Regions from separate parts of the Oryctolagus cuniculus genome. Here region 1 is linked to region 2. A link is a contact called in public Micro-C data. All regions are on one chromosome and are shown on one strand. Each heading gives the region's core, a stretch centred on a gene start, on an enhancer-like site or on the middle of the called end of the contact. The rest is flanking DNA. Distances are from core to core; before and after follow the strand shown. Region 1 holds the start of ALS2 (alsin Rho guanine nucleotide exchange factor ALS2). Region 2 overlaps KIAA2012 (KIAA2012 ortholog).

The links. Hi-C and Micro-C count contacts between places; a contact is called where the count stands out from the background.
Region 1: a contact with region 2 is called in a Micro-C map of ear pinna, with 3 times the contacts expected there. The contact joins the promoter of ALS2 here to the enhancer-like site in region 2. A contact is called at or near these places in 3 of 6 Hi-C or Micro-C datasets (ear pinna, liver and skin fibroblasts).

Annotation. Positions count from the first base shown.
Region 1 is chr3:38,177,029-38,179,728 of mOryCun1.1, reverse strand. ALS2 (alsin Rho guanine nucleotide exchange factor ALS2) reads right to left here and starts at 1,354. Exons shown (of 33, transcript XM_051849283.2): 1 at 1,210-1,354.
Region 2 is chr3:37,817,890-37,820,589 of mOryCun1.1, reverse strand. All of the region lies in intron 9 of KIAA2012 (KIAA2012 ortholog), which reads left to right. Among named protein-coding and RNA genes, the nearest start is that of KIAA2012, 40 kb to the left of the region's middle. Within about 2 kb of position 1,354, at least 3 of the 8 cell types and tissues checked have an H3K27ac peak or open chromatin away from gene starts, as enhancers often do. A contact at or near this core is called in ear pinna, where this site is marked.

The sequences.
Region 1 (2,700 bases), core at 105-2,604, 360 kb before region 2:
TGTAAGCATTGTTGATGTGTAGTGAATATTCACCAGGAGCCAAGCACTGTACTGATACACGAAGCATCTCAGGCAAAACCACGGACGTCAGGAAAGCATTTTATATTTTATCCCCCATTTAGAGATAAGGGCTGAGGTGCAGTAACTTGCCGAAAGTCAAAGATGCAAGCCTAGAATCTTCGCCAGTATCCCTTACATTACTAAGGTTAAATAGTGCAACTGACTGCAAAAGTGAATTTTTAACTATTTTAAATTCTTCTAAGTATTCATTAACTTAAAAAATCAACTGATCATTTCAAATCTCTCTCTCTCTCATACACACATACGCGCGCACACACACACACACGATCTTTGGCCAGGGTTTACTGATTTTCTGTGCCTGCTCAGAAAAAAAAACGTATCACACAATTGTACTGCTTACAGCTGCGCGAAGAACATTTGCTGCCAACCAATGAACACCACGGCAATCATGTAAGGGTCTTCATTTGGGCATGGGAGTGCCTGCCTTCCCCATCCCACGCCGGAGAGAAAAGACCTGGATCTGCCACCTGGACCAGGGTTTTCCTGTGTTCCTGCTCGGCGAAGCCCTGAGCAGCGGCGTTTGCTCCAGCCCACGGCTGCAGCCTCTGACCATCTGCTCACCAGAACTTGGATCACTTCACACGCTACAGGGCTTGGGTAAGCCACTCATTCTCAACATCAAGGTCAGTCTCTTCTAGCCCCGCTGTGGTCCGCCCCTGGCGGTGACCTGCACCCAGGGGCAAACCCGCCCGGACACGCACCCAGGGTTCCTGGCCAGGGACCCAGGTTAATCCGCTCAGCGCCCGGTGCGGCTGTCCCACAGATCCTCGCGAATGAATGGGTGGAAGGCGGCGTGGGTGGAGGCGGGAGGAGAGGGCATGATGGAATCTCGGGCGGCTGAGACCACTGCAGAGGCGTCCTGCCTCCGGCGGGTGGAAGCCGGCAAAGGCGAGAACTTGGCGCCGGTGCCTAGCGGCCGCGTCGGAAGCTCCTGGACCAGCAGGCGCCGTCGGTCGGACCGCGGCTGGGAAGGGGTGGGCGCGCTGTCGGCCGGCCCCCAGCAACCCGCTCCCGGGCCTCGGCCAGAGTCTCCACCCCGCTCCCGGACCCCCGCCTCCCGCACACAGGCGGTCCCAGCCGATGAGCCCTCCGAAGCCGAGGGTCGGCTCGGGACCCGCGCTAGCTCACCTGACGCTCCACCGGCAATACCGCGCTCTGCATCCGGCAGGAGTCCCGCAGGTCCGCGAGATCAGCTGATTCACGGGGGGCGGGGCCTCCTGGCAGGGGCGGGGCTGCAGGGCGGCTGGCGGGCGAGCGTGGGTGAAGGCGGGAGGAGACAGCTCCCGGAGCAGTGAGGGTTACACTAGGAGACGACCAACGGCGTCTGGTATGGATCAAAATTACTGAGGATGCGTAGGGCACTACATGGCAACGCTCTCGGGAGCACGGCCCTTCCCTCGGCCAAGGCGGAGCCGCCAATCCTAGATCGCGCTTCGGTGATGACGTCATATGGAGTCGTCGGGGCCTAGCTACCCGAACGCTTCCATGGTAACGGAAAGCGCAGGGGCAGGGGCCGGTGATTTGGCCCTGCAGTTATATTGTGAACACCCTCAAACTGCAAGAGCGGGTAGTATAAAGTGAAAACACTAACATATCTTCAGATTGGCTTTGTAGATTTTAGCCTAACGAGGATCGCTTTCCGCCCCTAGAGTGACGTCATCTCCACGCGGCGCCGGTTTGTCAGATTGTATGTTTGGTACCTACTTGCACCCCCCAAAGGGTGGAATGAAGCGGGAGGAAAGGCACTGGCCCCCTCTTCGATGCCTGCAGGACTTCCCGATATCCCATATGAGTAAAATCAGTTTCGCTTGCCCCTCACAGTTCTGCAACACTCTGTCGCTGCCACAGCTACCACCACCATCCATCCTGCATCCCAAAGCCCTCCTGTGAAGATTTTTCTAGAACCTCCATTCCTGGCACATGGTGGATGCGATCTAGCTGCTGCCAGGTCGAGTGCTGTCGCTGCATCTGTAGACCTAAATTTATGCCACCAACGGTGCCTGAGTAGCTGTGGCCTCGCATTGACCAACACCCTCACCTCAATTGCCTCCCCAGTGTTCTGCCCACCTGCAAAGCTTATTCTGCAACAGTGCAACTAACCTAGTCCACAACCTCCCCACTGCACAAAATCACAAATTGGCACCACTGCAAGCCAAAAGTGTGTCTGTCTTGGGGGAGACTTAGGTGTAGCCAGGCCAATGTCACTGAACCTAAGATAGTGATATTTACACATTGCTACTCATGATATCTCCTACCCTGCTACCCTCCTATTCCCAACTCTCACACTTCCGAATTTACCCACTCACTTCCTCTGTAAACATTCAAAGAAAAAATAACTTCATTCTAACGTTTCTAAACGAGATGAGAAACCACTAGAAGTGAATTTCCTTAATTCCTACCAACAACTATTGCAAAACCTACCTGCAACCTCAGCTTCCTCTCCTTCTCCCTTTCCTTCTAGAGGGGTTCTGCCCTCTCAAGGTTAACCCCTCCACCTAAACTCAGGATCCTTTCGAATCCCCTTGGAGACTCTGCCCCATTGTTTGTCCTTTCTCTTTGCCCGATGTTCATCCTTGGCCTTTCTTATCACTTAGTCTCCGGCAGGTACTAAGCCTGCTC
Region 2 (2,700 bases), core at 105-2,604:
GAGGGATGATTCGCATGCTGAGTGGGGCCATACCGGGCAGCGTGAGATTTTATCAGGCCACTCAAAATGGCACACAGTTTCAAACATGTGCTTTAGTTCCAGAATCTTCCTTGGGTAACTGAAACCACAGAAAGCAAGACGCAGGTAAGAGAGGGCTACTGTATCGTCCGACTTTCCCGGACTTTTGCAGAAGTCAGAGATCAGGTCAGAAAAAGATACGGTGACACAGAAACTCAGGGAGCCCCGGCTTCCGTTCCCAAAGGGGAGAGAAAATTAGCAATCAGGAAAAGAAATCCAAGGATAATCCTGAAGAAGGGAGGAAAACGCTTCATCTGGGTGGGTTAGTGGTTCAAAGACTTGTGTTCACAAATATTTATAAGTTTGTTACTTCATTGGAAGCTTTGAGGCTGAGCCTGTCTTCAGATTCTCTTTAGAAAGCCCACTCGGGACTTCCTGGAGCCGAAACCAGGGTCTCAGAAAACCTGAGGCACAAGCGGCACACGCAGCTCCAGGGGGCTCTGGGGTCTCTCTCCTTGCTGCGTGCTAGCCTCTGGCGCCATCATCTCCCCATCATCCTCCTCTCCGATTTCCTGGCACAGCCGGGCTTTCTCCTGAGTTTGTTTTCATCTGTGTGCCTGAGCTGGGTTCTGTGGGCCCCCTCTCCCCCCGGGGACGGCTCAGGCCCCCTGTGAGGTGCTCCACACCTGAGCTCCCCTCCCCGCTGGCTGCCGAGGACACTGGCCTTGCCCATGCCTCCCACACCCCAGGTACACACAGCTCTGGGGGACCTGGCAACAGCTGGGTGAAAGAGAGGCTAAGCCATGCCAGATGAGGTCCGCGAAGCCTAGGGTCCCCAGACCCTAAACACGGCTTTTCCCTGCGAGGCTGTGGCAAGCCCACCTGCCGTGGAGGGCCTGTGCCCACCGGAACCAGCTGGGCAGTCCGAATTCCTTCAGAAAGAAGCCAGACAGAAAAGCCCTGGACGGGCAAAGAGAGGCCACCGCCGGCCCCCAACCCAGAGACAGCGGGCTGGGCGGGCAGCGACCGGCGTCTTCCTGGCCTCCCTCACGCCGTTGGCTTCTGCAGGCTAATGGCCCTTTATTAGATTAATCACTGGCCTCCATCTTAACTACTTCCTCAACCTACTCCACGTAAATGACTAATTTCATGTTTACTACAGAGCATCTGGAAAGGATTTAGAAACAAATTTCTGCCCAGCAGACTTCATTCAGTTCCCTACCTTGATGGGCCACTGGCGAAGGCGGCAGGTCGCTGCCCCCCGGGGCCGCCCCAGTCTGCTGCGGGCGAAGATACCGCCCACCGTGGACCCTCCCCACTCCTCCGCCCCAGTCTCCCTGAGCTCAGCCACAGGGGGCAAAAAAAAGCCTTCGTTTTATTTTTAATCACAGTGCCCGCTGGGGGGCGGAAATCCCAAAGGTGGAGTATTTTGGTATCAGCACCCTTTCAGAAGTCACAGGGCTGGAACTGGAAAAGGATCCCTGGCAGGGGGTTGAGCCTACAAAGCTGGGGCCGCGCAGTTGCCCAGCTCTGCAGGCCGCCTCCGGGTGCCTCCTGCTGGCGGGATCGGAAACTGCGGCTCGGTCTCCCCGCGGCGGCCGTGGGCGAGCGTGGAGCTGGCGCTCGGATCCCTAGCGCGCGGGTGGCGAGCTGCCGGCCGGAGCTCCCCTGGCAGCCCCTCCACGCCTGGGCCGGGGATCCGGGCCGCGGCCAAGGGAAATCCGTCGAGCGAAGTGCGAGCAACAACTGAATCAGCAACTTCCCCGGAGTTTGGAAGAGGGGCTGCAGTCGGAGGGGCGAGGGGTGGGGAGGGGAGGCGGGGGAAGAAAGCTACAAGGGAAATGTGGAGATGAAAAGAGCAATGAAAAAAGCCAAAGGAGCCAAGCAGACATGTTTCAACTCCAAGCTCCCATTTCCTCTTTCAAATGCGCTGCCTCCCCACTGTGACCAGAATCAAGTATTTATGAAGGCATTTTTTGCATATTAATAGCTGCACGTGGAGCCCCGGCTGCTCGCGAGTCCTGGAGGTACCGTGCCCTTTCTTGAATGCAGGTCTTTCAGACTCCTCGCAGCATTCGGTGTTGTGCGGATCCGTTTCCCTTTCAGCCTTGCGGCTCCTCCTCTGGCCCTTCGTTTGATTAAGGGATGGCTTCAGAGCGGAGTCTTGCTCCCACTTGGGTCACCGACAGGAATGGCTCCACAAGCTTTCCCTCTCCGTGTGTGGAGGCCGCAGGGGAGAGAAAGTGACCGTGCCCGGCAGCGAGAGTACTGAAGGGGTAAACGAAAATTCCAGAAGGAAGCATTAGACAGCGCTGCCATGCCGGGAGAAAGAAAACCAAAACAAAAAGTGACTGCACTGCCTTCAACATTACTACGTGTGTGCAGTAAAGGTTGCATTCCATTTTAAAATGCAAACATGGAGAACCAGTTAGAAAAATAAGCAAACGACATGAGCAATTCAAATCAAAAAATAATATGGGAAAACAAATATGGCAAAATGGCTCATCCTGCGTAGCAATTTAAATGCCTATTGAGACAAACTAGAGATACTATTTTTATACTTGAGATTCATGCCTCCTCCCATGGTTTTTAATGGTAACACCCAGTGCTGCCAAGGTTTGGGTAAAACTAGGACACTTTCACTTCTGGCAGATGGTAATTTGGTGCAACCCATTTGTTTTT